Linked DNA regions of Mus musculus: all the other regions are linked to region 1. Evidence: chromatin contacts called from public promoter capture Hi-C data. All regions are on one chromosome and are shown on one strand. Each heading gives the region's core, a stretch centred on a gene start, on an enhancer-like site or on the middle of the called end of the contact. The rest is flanking DNA. Distances are from core to core; before and after follow the strand shown. Region 1 holds the start of Slco1c1 (solute carrier organic anion transporter family, member 1c1). Region 2 holds the start of 5330439B14Rik (RIKEN cDNA 5330439B14 gene). Region 3 holds the start of Kcnj8 (potassium inwardly-rectifying channel, subfamily J, member 8).

Evidence for each region. Promoter capture Hi-C pulls out the DNA fragments that hold promoters and counts their contacts.
Region 2: a contact with region 1 is called in a promoter capture Hi-C map of hippocampal neurons, with 5 times the contacts expected there. The contact joins the promoter of 5330439B14Rik here to the promoter of Slco1c1 in region 1. A contact is called at or near these places in 7 of 39 promoter capture datasets (the 3T3-L1 cell line, embryonic stem cells, hippocampal neurons and 3 more).
Region 3: a contact with region 1 is called in a promoter capture Hi-C map of hippocampal neurons, with 3 times the contacts expected there. The contact joins the promoter of Kcnj8 here to the promoter of Slco1c1 in region 1. A contact is called at or near these places in 2 of 39 promoter capture datasets (cranial neural crest and hippocampal neurons).

The regions. Positions count from the first base shown.
Region 1 is chr6:141,522,607-141,525,858 of GRCm38.p6, reverse strand. It overlaps Slco1c1 (solute carrier organic anion transporter family, member 1c1), which reads right to left and starts at 1,505. Exons shown (of 15, transcript NM_021471.3): 1 at 1,117-1,505.
Region 2 is chr6:142,612,787-142,616,038 of GRCm38.p6, reverse strand. It overlaps 5330439B14Rik (RIKEN cDNA 5330439B14 gene), which reads right to left and starts at 1,444. Exons shown (of 2, transcript NR_037679.1): 1 at 1,109-1,444. It overlaps Abcc9 (ATP-binding cassette, sub-family C (CFTR/MRP), member 9), which reads left to right. Exons shown (of 40, transcript NM_011511.2): 31 at 1,523-1,625.
Region 3 is chr6:142,569,936-142,573,187 of GRCm38.p6, reverse strand. It overlaps Kcnj8 (potassium inwardly-rectifying channel, subfamily J, member 8), which reads left to right and starts at 1,574. Exons shown (of 3, transcript NM_008428.5): 1 at 1,574-2,004; 2 at 2,735-3,182. The coding sequence starts at 2,809.

The sequences.
Region 1 (3,252 bases), core at 256-2,755:
TATATCCTTTATCTCTTGGTTCACTTGATTCTATTTTTCCAAAAATTAAAGATAAGTAATAAAAAGACAGATGATAAAGTTTTCATTCAATATTTTAGGTTAAGGTATAACAGATTTTAAAAAGAACAAGCCAAGCTTTTATTTTATTTTTTTTTTATAAAAAGCTGAATTCTCTGTTTACATGGATTGGTTTCAGAATCTAGTCTTTAAAGGAGCACAGGTGGCTAAGATAGGTTAAGTTGAGTCACACAGATGCACATAGGCCCTGTGCTCTGAACCAGTGAGGAAGATGCAGCCAATCTGCATGGGCTGTAAAGAGGCCCAGAGAGGAACCCATGATCAGTTTCCCTTCTTGAACATCTCTGCACCAGCAAAGTGTTCTGACTCTGGGAGTCTTCTCTTCCAGGGGTCTTAAAAATAACCTGGGGTTTTTTTCATGAGAAGCAATGTGTCTTACACAGAATTCCAATCTCCCACCCCTAACTACAAATAATTTTAGTATCAAACTCACATATCATAAACACCACCTCTATTCAGTGTGATATATGCATATATTGTAACCTTTAAAATAATCCCAAAACTTCAACATCATCATCTTGACTTATAAAATCATTTAGTTCACAGATGTTAAGCAATCTAACAGAAACTACCCAACTAGTAAGTAACAAAGCCTAAATCTGAAAGCAGATCTGAGTTTACCTGTCATCTTTAATCAGAATCCTCTCCTATTTCACCCAGCTAACAAGGGAAGCCATTGGCTTTTACTGAAGTAGCATAGATAAGCTAAAGCCTTGCAGAAATTAGTGTCAAATTATCAACATCTGTCCTGGGAGAACAAGGCATATTGCTCACACAAATAAAAGCAGATGATTAGATAGATAGATTAGATGGATGGCTAGATAGATAGATAGATAGATAGATAGATAGATAGATAGATAGATACATAGATAGATAGATAGATAGATACATAGATACATAGATACATAGATACATAGATAGACACATAGATAGATACATAGATAGATACATAGATAGATACATAGATACATAGATACATAGATACATAGATACATAGATAGACAGATAGACAGATAAACAAGAAAAGCCAAATCCTACCTGGAGGTAGAAGTCAAAGCTGTCCAGTTCCTTTCAGAATGTTCGCAAGGGTCTGGATCACAGAGCACAGTCTGAAACAGGAAACTGAGGCAGCACCCCACAGAAGTTGTGAACAGTTCTGGCAAGTCAAGAGAGCTGGTGGGCACAGACAGGGCAGATTAGAGGAAAGAAAAGACCAAGGGTCTGATCTCACCCCTGAGCAGTCTTTCTCTTTCGTCTTTCCAGTTGGCCTCTTTTTTTCTGGCAGTCTGCAGGGAATTGGGCACCCTGGCAAGGGCACTGCCCTGCATCTCAGCTCCCAGGGCACAGAAAGAGCTGGAGCCTTTGAGCCATTTCTTTGCAATTTGCAGCAAGTTTAAGGCCACACGTGATAAAGCTTTGTTTATAGAGGAACAAGGAAAATAAAAAAAAAAAAAAAGAAAAGACCATTTGTGATTTTTACTTGCTGATCCCAGAAAACACCATTCCACAGGGGGTTGGGGGGGTGAGGAAACAGAAGCCAGGGCAGGGAAGGAAGTTAGTAACAAAGACCCCCTCCCCTTCTCCTTCCAATCAGTCTTCCAGCCAGCCAGTCCTAAGGGACATCAAGGGGCCAGGCTTGTTGTGTTGTATTTATTTGTTTGCTATTATTTTTTTAAAAAAATATCTTGGGCCAGTTCCCTGCTTTGTTTCCCTCACCATTGGGCTTCTAGAATCTGCAGGAATACTTTCAGGTCAGGATCAAAGCTCTGCAGGATCCTTCCAGGGGGAGTTCACTTTCAAAGCAAAAAAATCAATAGCTCCATCCACACACCCTATGAGCCTTGAAATTTGACAAAATAGCAATTGGATTTTTTGGCATTCAGTTACTTACACTACCTAAGCCTAAGGAAAGAGAAAGCTTTGCTCTGAGAAAAAATTCAAACCAAACCTCTTCCCAAGAGAATGATTTTAGAGGATTTGAGAAATACTGATTTTTTTTTCCCATTTTGATTCCACCAGTAAGTAAATTTGTCACCAGGATTCTCCAAGGTTCAACTTAGTCTTCCAGGGCTGTGACTCTGAGCAGGGCACCTAATCTCAAAATGTTCTGCTATTGAGCTATGTATTTGTTATTCAGAATGAGATTTCCATGGAATATCCAAAGATTAAATGATGTCATATCTACTCCGAACAAAAATCCAAAATGAGCAGACAGTGGCGCCTTTATCACAGATGTAACTTCAGCTGCCACAATGGTTACGATGAGTAGCCAGTTGTTTTCAATTTTACTTTTGCTTTTATGTATATGTGTTTCTATAAGTTTATTTGCACCACATGCATATATAACTGCCTAGTCCAGAAATGGTGTTGGATCCCCAGAAACTGGAGTCCTAAGTGGTTGTGAGCTGCTCTACGGGTACTGAACTACAACCTTCTATGGGAGCAGCCACTGCTCTTAACCACTGAGCCATCTCCATAGCCCTATTAGCCAACATTTTCATGAGTACATTTTACTGCAAAAGATAAAAGAAGAAGGAAAGAAACTTGGGCTTATCTTAAACCTTACAAAAAAGCAATGGGCTAGGAGTGGTGCTGCACTTAACCCCACCACTGAAGAGGAAACAGTAGATTTAGCTCCGTGAGTTCAAAGCCAGCCCAAGACTGTCTTAACAAAACAAAACAGAACAAAACAGAACAAAACAAAACAAAACAAAACAAAACAAAACAAAACAAAACAAAACGGAAGCACTTGTATGTAGACTCTTGTAAGACCAAGAACATTATTTTAGCAGTCAAGCTGGGACTGCCTTGCCTTCAGAAGCAGGGATCAAACATCTTTGTGTTAAATTTTTCAATATGTCCACAAGTGGTGATTGACTATCAAAGGGGGAAGGGTGCATATCAACCAAAATGACAAAGGACTTGTTTATCTTTACCAAAACAAACCAAACAAAACTTAGTTCTCCCATTTGAGTGTACTTTGAACTATTACAGTGTTTTTCAAATCAGTCTCTAACACAACTCCTTTCCTTGCACAATCCACAGTCAACATGAGTACACGTAGCTAACATTTACACATTCCTTACAGCCTCTGGAACACAGCCTTGTACGGATTGTATACTACATTGCTGTCATTCTCACCTCCAAATTCTAAATCCCCACTCCTTAAACTGT
Region 2 (3,252 bases), core at 195-2,694, 1.1 Mb before region 1:
TGTAGATCAGACACTGCTGTCTCACCAAATTATCTCTCTGGCTTGGCATACTAGAATGGTCAGATTGATTGGAGAGATACCAAGTATCTGCTTTATATTGGCCTGTATGGACTCTGATGGTGGGCCAAATGTACCCCGCCCAGGACTTCTTCGTTCTTTGATACAAGTGATGAGTTATTTAAAAGTTTTGCAATTTTACTGGAAGATTTTACAGGAATGGGGGGATTCTTTTAGCAAGTAGGGCTCACTAGTGAGTGGGTCAGTAATTCCTTACAAAATGACCTATAGATGGCTTATGTCAGAACAGCTGTGGCCACAGGGAGGAAAGAAGCTAACTCAGCTGGGTATGGCACCAACTTTCAAACCAGTTGCTTGTCAGCTCTGTTTTGTCTATTATTTAAGGAAAGTGATTACAAAGTCAGGATATGTTTGTTACGTAGAAGAGATATGTTTCTTTTTCTTTTTAGTGTGTATGTGTGAAATCATACCCAGGATGTTCAAGTGCTTAAGGGTCTTCTTAACTTTTAAAACAAACTTTCTATGGCATATATTCATTGTACATGGTAGTGCAAGGGGTTGGAAGTATAGGGTGAGACGTGCTCACACAGGACATACGCTTGTTGAAGGTTATTGCTAGTTCTGCTAGTAAAGTAAGCCACACAGAATTGTGTTTGATCATGTTGAGCAACAGGGATGAGCCTAAGTTTCCCATGGACATCTGATGTCTCTCCATCACCACGACTATTAGGGTGAGAAATCTCCCAACCCTAGAGGATGGAGGATTTTCTCTGATGCCACTCAGAGTATTTACAGTGCCTTGTTCACCCTCAAAACCCAGCTTCACCCCTAAAGCTATACCAAGACAATCTTTTCTGTGCTCTGGGAAGCCTGGCTTGACCCTTCCCTCTCCCCACCCTCTGTCTCTATTCAGATCACCCAAAGTAAATCTCCTTCGCTTTCACAGGGTCACTGCAAACAGACCCTGTGCTGTGCCAGCCATCTGTGAGAAGATCCCTCTATCTTCTGCTCCTTGGCACCCTACTTTCTTTCTTTGGTTAAAAAAAAAAAGAGCCAAAGAAAAAGAATATATTTGAAGGGATATATTTACCTGTTGTAAATGTATGGTTTTCTGTCTCCATTGGTTCTCATCCAGCCCAGCTCAACATCATTTGGAAAAATGAAATAAATGCCTCAAACACAGGTAGAACATACTGTGATTTCTGTAGCCCGGATGGCATAGGCCAAGTCTCACAACATTGGATCCATCAATACTGTGGTGACTTTTAATGAAGAGTTGTCATCGCAATGGCTTCTTTTCATAGCTGTAGCATGAAAATGGAGCAAACACTTGCCCTCTTGGACTCTATCCAGAACTCAGCAGAGCAACTCTGGAGTCCACTCGCCTGTCACGCATCCCATCCATGTGTCACTCTGTTACAAACCATTCAGTAGTTAACAGTGACTGGCTTTTTCTAATTCTCCTGTTAGGTGACTAACATTGTGGTGTCTTTGTTTTCTGTAGGCATGAAACCAGATTCAAGCAACGCATGCTGGAGCTGACAGACACGAACAACATTGCCTACTTATTTCTCTCAGCAGCCAACAGATGGCTGGAGGTCAGGACGGTACGTTCATTATGTTCCTTGTGCGATTTCGTAATGGAAACCAAACAGACAGGAGGCTTCGCGTGGAGAGGCAGATGTTTGGTGGAACTAGCCTTCTACGGAGAGTCAGGACCAGGCCTCCATTGACTGGACTTTAAAATAGATCAGGTTTGGTTTTGTTCCAAATGAAATTTATTTTCATGTTGTAGCTAATCACACACACACACACAAAAATGCCCCCAAAGCAAAAATCACTCTGTGTTCTCTATACCCTCCGAACTACCTAAGTTCACAGGATAGTAAATATTTATACAATGCCATTTTTTTTTTGTAAGACAAGTGACCAGGTACACTGATGTCCTTCACTGATCCAGACAAGCTTGTAAGGGAAGGTGGATTTTTTTGTTTTAAGCCAATGGAGGGTTACGTTAGTACAAAACTGTCAGCCACTAAGTCATCTACTGCTGTCTTCTCTCCTGTGTGACACACAGGAATAAGCACAGACTCTGGCACAGTATGGACTTCATGTCCCAGATTAAGTTCTTGCTGTGCCAGATCCCTCTTCACTTATAAAGTAAGAATAAGAACATGTACCTCATGGACGTGTCCCTAAAATAACAATGAAGGCGCCGGAATTGCCCTAGTATGCAAGTCTAGCTTGATTTGTTGCTGTGATAAAATATGCTATCAAAACACAAGTGAGGGAAGAAAGGGGCTTATCTCAGCTTACAATTCCTGCTTAGCCTCCCTCATTGTGGGAAGTCAAGGAAGAAACTTTAAAGAACTAGTCCTATCATAACCACCGTCAAGGGCAGAGGGAGAGAGAGAGAGGGAGAGGGAGAGAGGGGGGGGGGGGCAATACAATCTCACGCACTTGCTTCCTCTACTCTTACACCCCCTGCCTAGGGGGTGGCACTGCCCACAGTGGTATAGGACTTTCTACATCAATTAACTTAATGGACACAGTTTCCCACAGACATGCCCAAGGACTACCCAGTGTAGATAACCCCTCACTGGAACTCTCTAGCCAGGCGACTGTAGGGTTTGTCAAGTTAATCTAAGTCCCTGCTGTAGATTATTTGTATCTCCAACCAGATGCAGATTTAAAAAAAAAAAACAAAACAAACCCATAACCAGAGAAGGTAGATGATATAAGAAGTTTAAAGGGGTCAAAATGAAGACTCCCAAGTTCAAGAGTGGTCATAAAATACATTGATACAGATTGATAGTCTTACACCGCCCATGTCTTTAGTTACTCTGACTTCTCATTGGTTGGCAAAAGTGGTGGAGACTCTTCATTACCAGTGGAAAAGACCCTCCCTTTACCACCATGTCAGTGAGAGCTCATTGACCAACTGAGCACAATTATGTTACACAAAAACAACAACTAAAGCATCTTTCAGGATGGTGTGAAGGCTGGAAAAATCGGGACAGAGTTACTTAGGAGTTACAGACTCCTGAAAGGTAGATACATGGTTGCATAAAATCTATAACAAAATCCAAGCTTGGTTTCCAGACTCCAACTAGACCACGATTCTTTATTTGAAGTTTCTGTTTTCTTTCTTCTTTTAAAGATCCCCATTATTCTCTGGGGAGAAATATCATATTGGAATAGTAGAACTAACAGAATATCTCTGTGGGTGGATTT
Region 3 (3,252 bases), core at 325-2,824, 1.0 Mb before region 1:
CGTCAGATCTTAGCAACATCACATCTCTGCCAGCACTGTCTGTCTCTTAAGATCATCAACACTGGCACAGATTATACATCCCTAGCTATCTAAACACAAACTACATGTTTAATAACCAGGCATAGTAGTTGGATACTTTAATCCCAGCACTCACGAGGTTGAGTCAGGAGGACTGCCTTGAATGTGAATCGTGTCTGGGCTACATAGTAAACTATCAGTCTGCCTGGGTTTCATAACAACTTCCTGTTTCAAAGGACAGCAATGAAATCACATAAGCACAGAGGAGTAGCCGTGTAGTTCAGTTGGTAGAGTGGTTGTCTATGCACAAGGTCTTAAACAAAACAAAACAAACCCCAGACATGATGGCACACACCTACGATCCCAGCACAAGGAAGATAGGCAGGAGGATTAGAAGTTCAGGGTCACCATAGGCTACACAGCAAGTTCGAGGCCAACTCAGAATATGTGAAACCCTGTCTTCTGAAAAAAAAAAAAAAAAGAGTTTAATGTTTTTGGTGTTAAATTAGTAGACAGTAAATTGCACAGCAAGGTGCACTTCAAACTGTATTTCAGTGGCAGAACTCACAGCACAAATGTTGTCTGCATGGCTGCTATGAGGCTACAACATGAATTACTGCAGAAAACAAAGGAAACAAAAAGAATCTCACTGACAGGACAGGCCCTCCAGAATGCAAGGGGTTAAGCAGATCTACCCACAGTGGAAAAAGGGAAGGGGGGCTCTTCATTTTCCTTCATTAAAGACTAATTTTAGGTCTTTCTAGTAAATTAACATGCTGTTTATACTTCGGATACTCCCGACCCTCAAGTCTTGGAAAACATAAAATTTCCAAGAATTAAAGTTTCCATTAATACAAACGCCAAAAGCAGGATGACCGGCGGGGGGGAAAAAAAGCACATTTGTTCCCCCACCCCCACCCCCGCTCCTTCTCAAAAGCTATAGAAAGACATTTACTGTATAATCTTTCTTGTGCGCAAGTGAGCAGTCTTATCATTCTTACGATCTAGACTGGAGGGAGAGGCCTGCGGCCAAGAGTCAAAACGGAGCCGCGACTGCGCCTGCCTGCCCCGAAGGCAGGTGTGGTGCTGGACTTTGCTTAGCCGTCCTGCTGGGTGTAAATTTTCTTTATTGGAAGAGACTGTTGATGGTGTTTTTGTTGTTAGTCTCTATCTTTGTTTCCCTTTTTGTTTCTTTTGTGTGACTTTAAGTGCCTGAAAACTGGTCTTAGTTGGTGAAATCGGTTTTTTTTCCGAAAGGATTTCAGCCCTCCCACCCCTCTATATTCTAACACGAATAGATTTACAAGTTCAGGGCAGGGACCCCACCCTCACCCCACGCTCACCCCACAATCACCCCACCCAAAACACCTACACTCTCTCTATCTGGTTTTATTTCATCTGAAGTAACCCAGTGATACCCCCCCCCCGCAAGTTACACTTTAAAAAATAATAAATTAAAATCTCTTTGCGTCAGTGAACTTGGGCTCAGAAAGTTCTCTGAGCAGCGAGCCTTTTAAAGATGTGTGTGCCGGTCTGGCAGCAGAATCCGGGCTACTGGGAACCGAGCTGGCTCGGCTGGTGCCTCCTCCCCCGGTGGTCCCTCCCTTCTGGCCGGCTCCCTGCCTCCCCGGCTCCCCCGACTGGCCTCCGCCTCCACTTTCCCCGGCTCGCTCGGAGGTCTGGCCCCAGCTAGGCGGCTGAGGAGCTGGCGGAGCATGGCCACTAGCACCTCTATCCCCAGCTCCTACCCCGCCCTCCCCGTGGCCCGGCAGCAGGAGGGGGGAAGCCAAACCCAACCCTCATCTTCCAGCCCTCCTCCCCGCGTGCACTATGGATCGCACCTTCTAGAGTCTTAACTCAGTTCTGGAGGACCAACATCCCCCGGATCTGCACTTCGGGAGGTCTCTGCTCCCGGGATGCGAGAGCCTGGGACCAGCCCGCCCTGTGCGGAGCTCAAGCCGCAGCCGGGAGCGCAAACCCGAGTCTGTAAGTTGCATCGCGCCTCCCGGGGAGAGGAGGGGAAGCCGGCTATAGCGCAGCCCAAAGCCAAACAGTCAAGGTGTACCCAGATTGGCTCGAGCTGTGCAAATCCACTGCAGACCTCAGCAGTGTCTCTAATCCCCGCGTCGCAAATTACTTTCCAGCATATAGTATGATATAGGTTCAGAGGGAGGGGCGGGGAGTCTGGCTGCCTTTTAAAACGCATCTCGTAAATCCTTCCAATTTAATATCAATCATTTTCAAGTTCGAAAACGCAATGTTTGGTATCTTTTAATTACAGTTAATATTTTCTTAATGAACAGGAAGCAGTTTTCTTCGCTGCTACTAAAAGAATCCCTCCATCTTTCCTTTTAACCTTGCTACTTTATCTAAATAGTTTAGCAAGTAGATAGTGAACCCACTTGGCCTTTAATTTTCGTCCTCAGGCTTGCCTGACTAATCCCGAGACACAAAAGAATATACAGAAAATGCTTAAAGATTTGCTTATAGCGGTTATTTCCAAGAGTGAGCAGGGAGGAGAGAGAGAGAGGGGGGGGGGGATTCCTCCGGTTCTGATCAAAAGTTTTCTCTGGGATCCCAGACCTCAGACACAAAGTGGGTTCTCTTTTGTATTGATCACATCTTTAATTTAATATGTGTGTAAAACAGCATCCCTTTGTACAGATACCTGAGACGAGGAAATGAAGTTGACAGTTTTTAATAAGCGTTTCTCTAGTCTAGGAGGACGCGTGTGGAGGAAAGGAGCCACAGGTTCAGGCAGGTGCATAGGCGGGCTATGGTGAAAGGAAGATGTTGGCCAGGAAGAGCATCATCCCGGAGGAGTATGTGCTGGCGCGCATCGCAGCGGAGAACCTGCGCAAACCGCGCATCCGCGACCGTCTCCCCAAAGCCCGCTTCATCGCCAAGAGCGGAGCCTGCAACCTGGCACACAAGAACATCCGAGAGCAAGGTCGCTTCCTGCAGGACATCTTCACCACCTTGGTAGACCTGAAGTGGCGTCACACGCTGGTCATCTTCACCATGTCCTTCCTCTGCAGCTGGCTGCTCTTCGCTATCATGTGGTGGCTGGTGGCCTTCGCCCACGGGGACATCTATGCTTACATGGAGAAAGGCACCATGGAGAAGAGTGGCCTGGAGTCCGCTGTCTGTGTGACCAATGTCAGGTAAGAATGAAATGGAGTTACCAGCAAAGTAGAAATAAAAAGCTCTTTCAGCTAGTCGATTGTGAAATAA